Linked DNA regions of Rattus norvegicus: all the other regions are linked to region 3. The links are chromatin contacts, called in public Hi-C maps. All regions are on one chromosome and are shown on one strand. Each heading gives the region's core, a stretch centred on a gene start, on an enhancer-like site or on the middle of the called end of the contact. The rest is flanking DNA. Distances are from core to core; before and after follow the strand shown. Region 1 overlaps LOC103691527 (a long non-coding RNA gene). Region 2 overlaps LOC103691527 (a long non-coding RNA gene). Region 3 overlaps LOC103691527 (a long non-coding RNA gene).

Evidence for each region. Hi-C and Micro-C count contacts between places; a contact is called where the count stands out from the background.
Region 1: a contact with region 3 is called in a Hi-C map of Schwann cells, with 8 times the contacts expected there. The contact joins two enhancer-like sites. A contact is called at or near these places in 4 of 12 Hi-C or Micro-C datasets (Schwann cells, frontal cortex, mammary epithelial cells and 1 more) and 1 of 1 datasets of contacts at active chromatin or transcription factors (oligodendrocytes).
Region 2: a Hi-C map of Schwann cells shows a contact between it and region 3, with 9 times the contacts expected there. The contact joins two enhancer-like sites. A contact is called at or near these places in 1 of 12 Hi-C or Micro-C datasets (Schwann cells) and 1 of 1 datasets of contacts at active chromatin or transcription factors (oligodendrocytes).

Annotation. Positions count from the first base shown.
Region 1 is chr2:119,456,353-119,459,420 of GRCr8, forward strand. The region is part of intron 4 of LOC103691527 (a long non-coding RNA gene); the gene reads left to right. Among named protein-coding and RNA genes, the nearest start is that of Sox2, 7.2 kb to the right of the region's middle. Within about 2 kb of position 1,484, at least 37 of the 93 cell types and tissues checked have an H3K27ac peak or open chromatin away from gene starts, as enhancers often do. A contact at or near this core is called in Schwann cells, where this site is marked.
Region 2 is chr2:119,089,422-119,092,763 of GRCr8, forward strand. The region is part of intron 2 of LOC103691527 (a long non-coding RNA gene); the gene reads left to right. Among named protein-coding and RNA genes, the nearest start is that of Dnajc19, 220 kb to the left of the region's middle. Within about 2 kb of position 1,795, at least 3 of the 93 cell types and tissues checked have an H3K27ac peak or open chromatin away from gene starts, as enhancers often do. A contact at or near this core is called in Schwann cells, where this site is marked.
Region 3 is chr2:119,240,682-119,243,594 of GRCr8, forward strand. The region is part of intron 2 of LOC103691527 (a long non-coding RNA gene); the gene reads left to right. Among named protein-coding and RNA genes, the nearest start is that of Sox2, 220 kb to the right of the region's middle. Within about 2 kb of position 1,275, at least 44 of the 93 cell types and tissues checked have an H3K27ac peak or open chromatin away from gene starts, as enhancers often do. A contact at or near this core is called in Schwann cells, where this site is marked.

The DNA of each region.
Region 1 (3,068 bases), core at 234-2,733, 220 kb after region 3:
AACTGCTTGGATCTCTAGTGGATGAAGTAATTCGTTTATATTTGATTATTAATTCGAGAATGTAATTAAAAGTCCAGTCTCTCCTTCAAGTATTTACCTCCCCTCAAACCACTCTTGATCAAACTTTTCCTTCCTGGCAATCGGTTAAATTCCAGCTATTGTCTACCAAACAGGTGTCTTCCTGACTTTGATATCAATGTAGAATTTCAGGGGAGGTTGGTCTAGGATACATTTTATTGGTTAGGAATCTAAGTTATCCTGGAAACAGTTTTGTTTTATTTAATACTTCCAAACCTGTCTGTGTTTAAAAAAAAAAAAAAAAGAGCTGTAACTTCTGTCAGCGAGGGAAGGAGAGTAGCCTTGTGTTTGAGTCAGAAAGACGGATTACAAAAAGAGCACAGCCTCTGGACTCCAACAAAGCGGAAAATGTTGGTTTGTTTAGTTTAAAATTAAAAAAAGAAACTATCAACAAATGAACAAAATGTCTATTTCCTACTTCGAGGGCATGTTTGCCGTTTTAACTTTTATCCGCTTAGCATAGGAACCTATTTTAACATTTCCTAACGGGATAGCATTGTGCTCATTTAATGCCGTATCTCTGCAAATCTGCTGTTGAGGGTGTGTTTGTTCCTCCTCCAGATTAGCGGGTCCGAGATGGTTTTTAAAGGAGTTGCTCCGCGCGATGACATGCCCTCTCATCTGATTCCGGGATCGGATCTCGGTAGAGAGGGGGGCACATATCCAGCTTTTGAGAAATCTACCCGACAGTCTGTGGAAATGATGAGCACTCAGGAGCCGTTGCCTCGGCACCTCCACCCTTTACTCCACGAAGAGGCTAGGCCTGGTTAGGGAAATCGCAACCTGAGACTAGCCTTGTGACCTCACGCGCACCGAGGAGCCTGGGGAACGCTTCTTGGGCATCCTGGTCTCAGCGCTGCGGTCATCTGTCTCGCGGAGCAGAAGAGTAGAGAAGCCAAGAGCAGGCCCTGCCTCGGAAACGGACTGCAAAGGGGTTAGACAACCGCCATTGGGGAGTGTGGAAGAATTGGCAGGGGACGAGCCTTCTCTCCTGCAAGCGAACAGAAGACCTAGGCAAAGATCAGCGGGGACAGGCGTGCAGCCCGCCAATTCGCAACTAAGCAAAATCGGAGGAGAATGCACAGCCAGGTTGAGCAAAAAGAGTGAGCCAGTGGGTGAGCCAGGCCTGAGCGCACCACCCATGCTCTGCTGCATTGTGATTCTGCAGCCGCAGGTGGCTGAGCCCCGGTTCCAATCCCATGCTACAGGACTGCCAACAGGGAGGAGGCCCCTCCACCTTTGGAGACTAGGAAGGCCGCCAAATAGGGGTTGAGTTCTCGGAGAAGGCAGAGCCTCCTGGGGCTGGCATCCCGCCGGATCTCCCCAGCCGCGCTGTACCCTTTAGGGGCGTGGCAGGAGCTTTGGGTCTGTAGTCGCCGCGTCCAAGCTTGAGCCCTGGCGGGTTGGCTGGGCGCCCTGCTTTGTAAAGTAGTGAGTCTTTCGAGATCCTGTGAGCCAGCCAGCCGGGTGGGCCAACTTAGCTTAGGTCCACTGAGTCCAGGCCAAGTCCTCAACCCTTCCTTCCTTCTTTTCTCTCTCCCTACCTCCCAAGCTTAAAACGCTGAGAAGCAGAGTGTGTGGTTTGGACTTGGGCAGGCTATTTGGAGATGGGGCAGGGGCAAGGTTCATTAATAAGATCCAGGTTCGAGGATGAGCTTTCGTTTATTAAGTTTAGTATCTTGTTCGTTTTTTAACTGCTGGAGAACCTTTAGTTCCTGGAATTCAAGTCCCAGACAAAGAGCCAGGGAGAGAACAGGACCAGGCTGAAAGGAGTAGAGCTACAGATAGATGATTATCTTTCAATAAACTGCCAAGCTGTGGCTCCAGATCCAGGGCCCGGCAGTTACGTGGGCTGCTGAAGGGTGCAGATACCACAAGTACAACTTGACACCATTGAGCCTACGGTGCTTGTCAATAATCTGTGAATTAGGTGTAGAGACTGTCTCCATAGATCATAACAGTTTCTGAAGGACTCATTACAGCATGGCGTGTCACTGATCTCCAAATTAAGGGGGGAGGGGGTGAGAGAGGAAGAAGGAGTGCCCCCCCCCCCCCGCCGCCAACAAAAAGCCAAGAAGGGTGGGAGAGGAGATAAAAGTCAGAGCCCCAGCTAAGAAGAAGGCTTTAAAGATTATCAGGCCAGCGATCTGATCTGAGAATTCCGCGGAGATGTGTTTGGAAGCCCAACTCTGAGCCGGGGATGGAAGGGATGCTGAGGATGAGCAGAAGTGGGCCTCAGGGAAAGCTGACTTCTCCGACATTGCTTTTGAGGTTAGAAGAGCTTTTGGAAGCGGCCTCCTGATGTCAACAGAAGGCCTGAAGGATTCCAGCCTGCCCAGGATGGGAGCACAATGATTCACTGGCGTTTAGCATGAGCCACAGGCAAACCTTCCACTGGTAGCCTTGGCTTCTTTTAGGTCTGGTGGTGACTGTGGGTGACTTTCACACACAGGCTTGCTTTAACTTCTTGTTATGCTACAGGTGGAAAACTTTCCTCCGTTTCCTGTAAAAAGCAGTCCAGTCAGTCCAGAAGAGCAGATCTCCCCCTTCCCCTTCCTTCGGCTTCCTTTGGGGGTCCCTAAGACTCTTGCTTTCCGAGGCTTCTCACTTTCTGTTGTTGTTCGATTTCCATCGGGTTGAGCTTCCGGAAAGGAAGCTTTTGAGTGACACAAAGCAGAAAGTTATATGAGGTCACCGAGGAAAGAGTGCTCCGGGCTAAGAGTTCAGCTACTTGGACTTTGCTGCAGCAGTCACATGTCACCGGCCTGCATTGCTGTCACTTAATATGGGTCAGAAAAACCTCAAGGAAGGCTTAGGTTTGTTTTCAGATAGCACAACTAAATAAAGTAATTGCAGCTAGACAATTTTAAAGGAACATCTTTTTCTTTAAATTACGGAAACAATCCTGGCCATTGGACAAAAGACATATGTGTATGCCTTTGGTAGGATGAGTTGCCCAAAATATTTGGCTGTCAAATAAGTGTATACAT
Region 2 (3,342 bases), core at 545-3,044, 150 kb before region 3:
GGCAAGTTCTAAATTAACATGGAGGCACAGGCTAAGTAGATTACATATGGTGATGAGTCTAACACAGGGCAGAATTAGAAATGAGCCCCAGTAGTCCAGACTCAAGAACAAGCCCAATACAGGACATAAGCTGGCTTGTCCCTGGGGAGATGGAAAGAACACAGCAAAAGACTCGGATTCCCCAAAGCAGAGTGGCACATGTCATCAGAGTTGACGCTTCTGATAGCTGTGACCATCTGAAAGGCATTCTCTTGCCTTCAGCTCACTCTCCACGGTTTACAATGGCAGATTTTGTCCCTGCTCTCAAAGATCTACTTGATCTATGATGAATCTGTAGTGATTCAAAATGAGCCTAGGATGCTGTCCTTTTAAGTGTGTGCTTTAAAATGTATGTATTTTCAGAGAGAACACTTCTGCAAGGTAGAATTCGGGCAGGACACTTTACACTGTCAGGGTTACCTAGAGAAATAGAACTATAGAAGTGTGTGTGTGTGTGTGTGTGTGTGTGTGTGTGTGTGTGTGTGTGTCTGTCTGTGTGTGCTTGTAGTTGTGTGCATCTGTGCATGCACACTTTCCCTCTGCAGCTGTGCCAAGATCTGCAGAAAGTCACCAGTTACTAACTCATTAAGTGACTGACCAGCCAACCGACCAGCCAAGCTCTTCAGGGTGACATCTTACCATTTGAGGCTGTCTGAACAGCCTATCAATGGAAAAGAATCTCAAATAACTTGCTTAATGTTTGTTAAGATATAAACATCATTGTCGTTTTTATGATAATTCTGCCTGGAAGAACCAGCCATTCTGCAAATACATCAACTCTTTACATATGCATCTAAAGGGGCAGTGTCCTGAGTTCATTTTGAGTCATGACACACATCTTCTCTTTGAGATCAGAGCCTATAAAGTCTACAGCAAGAAGCCTCTTCTGCCCAATGGCTTGCCTTCGTAGAGCAGTTGACATGAGAGGTATCCCGGAAACTCAGTCTGCACGTCTGTGTCTGATGAGCTCTGGACTTTGCTCAGGTTCCATGGAAACAGCAGTTAATGATCCAGTCACAGAGAAAGGCCATATTGATACAGCATTGGTAGTGACATTGCCTTTTTGGTGGAGATGCTCTTCCCAGACCCTTGCTGTTTCAGTCTTAGGGATATAAATAAGACTTCCTTCCCCCTCCTTCCTTTATACACAGCAGAGTGCATCTACTCTTAAAGATTTTTTTTTTTTTTTTGGGTAAGGTCAACTTTTGTAATTCCCCAAACTAATCATGGTAAAAGTTTGCCTACTAACTGTATACACGTAGGGAGCTAGCACCCCCTAGTGTATTAGAAACCCCAGAGATTTTGATCTGGCATTTAATAGTCTAATTTAAACAGTAAAGAGCAATACATTACATTGGGCGGGTTGCTAACTTTCTTCACTGATATTGTTATAGGGTATTTAGGCCTAGGTAAATTATTTTTAGAAGTTAATGGACATCAGAAATAAGCAAAAAGAGTGGCAATCCACTCTTCAGTACTGAGACCAGCAGTAGAAAAGTCATTGGCGTTTGAGCTGTTCGTATTTTAAGGCTGGAACCAACATAGAAATGTGTGGTCTTACAGCCAGCTCTCTAATCACACGTTCAGGAAATTTTAGTAGCTTACCAACTAACTGTTTATAGGAGGCTGTAACAGTGAAAGTGTCTGGATTTCTCTGCTTTGGGGAGCTGTTAATCTTGCGTGTTGCCTAATGAAACTGTAAACGGAAAATTATGGCTTCACTCCAGACAGTGAGAAGGCTTATTCCAACAGATGGCATCAAAACACCGTCTACACTGTGGCCGCTGATTGTTAATTGTGCCTGTGAAACAATCCTTTTAAACAGAGTAATGCATTTTATCGTCCAGATTACAGTTCTCTGCTTTTGGTTTTCTCAATGTGTATTAACATTTTCTGTAAGAAAGTGTAAGATTTAGTGATTGCCTAATTATCAGATTAAACAACAGAACAACAGCCAGCTCAATCATCTTTATGAACTGTGCACCAGGGAGACAGATAACTGCCATGCACATGTTTTAAAGACATGCTGTTTGAGAATGTTTGGGTTCTTACTAGGTTTGTATAAACCAGAAGAAATGGGCCAGGTCTAACCTCATCAAATAAAAATGGTATAAACAAAAACACCTTATGCACATGATAAATACTAACTATATGTTAAATATAGCTTGTTCTGGGAGGAAATGCATATAATTCACATAGAACTTTTAAATGAAGGAGAGCTGTGTGAGGCACAAAGAAAAGGACTATTCTCTTAAATATTTAGAAATTATAGTTTCAGTGAAATCCCACAAGCAAGAGGAGGTGTGGGTTTGGTGGCTCTGTGGGGAAAAAAACCATTCCAGAAACCCTCTTCCTTGATATGAGTAGCATCATGAAGGTGTATTATCTATTGGTTCTTTGGACTATTGATCTGGAACTGGGAGTGTAAGGTTTAAAGATTTAGAGAGAGTAGTTAGCGTGTGTCAACAGAAGGTAGCATTTGATTTATGAGTATTATAGCAGACTGTCCTCTCATGACTGAGACAGTGGATACTTATGAAATCAATGGCTTTACACTCCTGTTTTGATGCACTCTCATGACCACTGTGGCAGGAAGTAGAAAATAACCCCAATTTCTGGACATAGCTCAAGCCCATTTTTTTTCTTAAGGGCTCTACACCTGATCTGTAAATCCCTCCAAAGGAGGGCTCCACATGGAAGGCTAGTCATTAAAGCTTATGAACAATGACGTAGATGCCAGATGAAAACACCCCAGACTGAGAAAGATGTGAAACCACAAAACTACCCAAACATCACCAAAGCTAACTTCACAAGTTTGTGAGAAACTCTTGTTCAGAGCACAATTTCTAAAAAGATTTAGCATTCGGTCAAGCTGTCTCTTCCTGATTTTTGAGCCCGTAATAGATCAGAAAAGCAAGCTGCTAGAGGGGCTAACGGGGCCTGAGGCCAACACCTCACTCTGAAGTAAGAGGAAATCAGAGAAATTTGGTAACTACAGTGGGAAATCGGTTAACAATGAGCTGCCCCAGCCCGTGCCATCTCACCTATGACCAGCCTGAACCTTCCAGATATAAGATTTTTCATATCATGTACCCCCTGGTAAGATGAACCAGAGATAGGGTCTAGCATCGTAACCTCAATAGAATCATTAGAAAAGACAGGGAAATAAAAGGGAAGTCTACAAAGTAACTGACCAGTAACTCGCCAAGAGTAACGGGGTCATGACAGACCAGGCAGAGTCAGATCTGTCACTCATTGGGGAGACTAAGGAAACAGACGAGACCAATTTTAGGGTTCTGTATT
Region 3 (2,913 bases), core at 25-2,524:
AGGAGGAAGGGAAGGAGGAGAAGGAGGAAGAGGGGGAGGATGAAGGGAAGGAGGAGAAAGAGGAAGAGGAGGAGGAGGAAGAGGGGGAGGATGAAGGGAAGGAAGAGAAAGAGGAGGAGGAGGAGGAGGAGGAGGAGGAGGAGGAGGAAGAAGAAGAAGAAGAAGAAGAAGAAGAAGAAGAAGAAGAAGAAGAAGAAGAAGAAGAAGAAGAAGAAGAAGAGATCTGCAATGTTACTACTATATAGGAGTCCCAATAACAGATTTCCTTCCTGTGTTTCCCAACTAAACAGCCAGTCAAAAAGAAGTCAAAAAGATACAGGTGCTGCTGAGGGGTGCTGGAGCAGCTGGGGACAGAGCTGATCTGCAGTCAACCGACCACAGATCGGTGTGCTTTCTTTCCCATAGAGCACAGCTTCAACAGGAAATTATCCAGGGCCTGCTCATGGCTGCCTTGGAGCCAGCCAGGTGAGGCAGGAGCACCGGTGCTGTAGGACAGCAGATCCAGTCTGCCCTTTGTGTCACCCAGTCCTATCCTGCTTTCGCCCCTTTGTGTGTTTTTAATGGGGATAAGTGTGAGGCACATGGAGCGCAATCACATTGTGGTCTTAAAAGGATCTCTGATGACAGAAAATATGTCAATTTATTATTTCCCCTGGGACAGAGAAAAAAGTACAAAGGTTCAATGGGCGAGGAAGATAATGCTCGTTTGCTGTATAACAGTTTTCCAACAAAGGATTTTAAGGTGATTTTCCTTTAAAAAGAAAAAGAAAAAGAAAAAACTTTAGTCCCATTTGTAGGTGGGGATACAAGAAGATTTGTAGTGACTAAAACATCCTGGCGGTGGCCCCTGCATAGAGCCAGCACAAGCATCTGTGGTCCTTTCCCAGCTTTTTCTCTCCCTCTACTGGAATTTGGTTCTTCACAGCAGAGTTACATACAGTAAAAGCAAGCACTGTCCTATTGTCCCTGGTATCCCACATACCAGAACCACAATTCCATCAAATCTTCAACCTAAAGGCTCCATCTGTGATCAGAGCCATCTCCTGTCCCCACAGTTCCAGTTTCCTTGAATAGCAATTAGCCCAGTAGAGGCCGGCTGCTCCTGCATGGGGAAGACGCTGAGGAGCTGAGCCAGGAGGTGGTCACTTGTTATTTGTCACGAGGGTCATTGATAATGAATCAACAAAGCATTGACAATGGTTTTCTTGTAAACCGAACAAACCTTATAAATGGTGTGTGGTCTCCCCTCCCCCATGAATTAGCTCCTTTGTCCTGAAATGTGTGGTTAGCCCAGATACTCATTCTGCTCGGCTGGAAGAGGGGCAGAGTCTGGGGAAGGCGCCCAGAATGCACAAGTCCACATTTTGCATTTTGGTTTTCTGTATCAGGGAATATCTCATGCGTACCATGGGAAGTTGTAAGAGGGAAAAAAAAAACATAAGCAAAATCAGAAAACTTTCTGGACTCCTTTCTGGACTCTCAGGTGGTCTTTTTAGGGATCGGTTGCAATGTGCAAACAGGAAAGAAATTAAGAATGTAGAAACTGTTTCTTAAATGCTTTGTACAGCTACTTGACAACTGTCTGTTTTCTTAAAACCCTAAATAAGGAGGGCTGAGTATTTAGGAGGGTTCTGCCTGCTTTATACTTCCACACTTCGCGGAATGCCATTCTCCGCTGTTATGTAACAGTGGACGCTGCTGGGCAGCTGAATGAAAGGAACAGTGTCTTACAGCAAATGGGCAAACATTCACTGCTGGCGTCTTCTTTGGCTCCTGGGGCGGCAGTGGGGCGGGGTTGGGGAGGGGGCTTCTAAGTGAAGTTCTCCGTTGCCTAGAGCCTATACAAGCAACCTTATCTTGAAGATTCTGAGACGAAATGCCCAGAATTAAACAGAATGGATCTGCTGAGAAGCTTTGCAGAGCCTTGTATGCTCGGCAACCGCTGTCTGCCTCCATGAAAGCCAAGTAGCGATGGCACCATTTCTGACAGGTTGTCACCAGGTAGATGGTGTGTTGGAATGTGAGTCAGTTCAGAGAGACCGGTGCTGTGTGAAGAGGGAAGCAGGGCACCAAGCTCGACTCTGCGTGTGTGTGTGTGTGTGTGTGTCTGTGTGTGTGCGCGCGTGCTTATTGCACACCTCGCCTGTTCCGTGTACTCCACTTTGGTTATAATTTTATTTAATGGCAATCTTTAAATCAAAGTGTTAGAATGTGTCTTTCTCCTTTAAAAAAAATAATTGCTGAAATCATTGATGGCACATTAAAACAAGTCAGTGGTTAAGGTCACATAAACCGGTGTAATATGTATATTCGAGCCAGAATTATTTAGGGTCATTGTAGCCAGGGAGTTTTCAAATAAATTATTTGAATATAAAAGTAGATTATGTCTTTCCCCTGTGGCTGGCCAAATGTCTTTTCAACAAAGGGTAAAGTAAGAAGGCTATTTTTTTTTCGTGTGTAAAAGAGTGATCTTTTTAGTCACGGTTGGCTGCCTTTCAGGAAAGTCTCCATTTATAATGAGATATTTTGAACTCATCCAAACCAGAAAGTTTAATAAATTTATAGTACATTTTATATTTAAAAATATGACCATTTATTTCAGGAGACGAGAGCTTGAGAGAAGGGAGAACATATTAGTGATTGCTTGGATGTCTAGGCCGTCCTCTGGAGCTAATATCCACATTGGCCCATATCTAGAATAGTGGAAATAAGTTTATTAAGCAGCTCCTCCAATCTCAACTTACGTCTGCTTTAAAAGGACACTCACTATTCGGAGCCTAGTCCAGCCCTGAGACAGAGCCGCTGTGAAGATGCAGTAACAGAGGTTCTCATGGCCGTTTTATTCAAATTTTCTGACGTTGCCAGGTAGGGAGAGAGCAAAGGTGTTTCCCGTGTGGTTGTGGGTCATCCTTG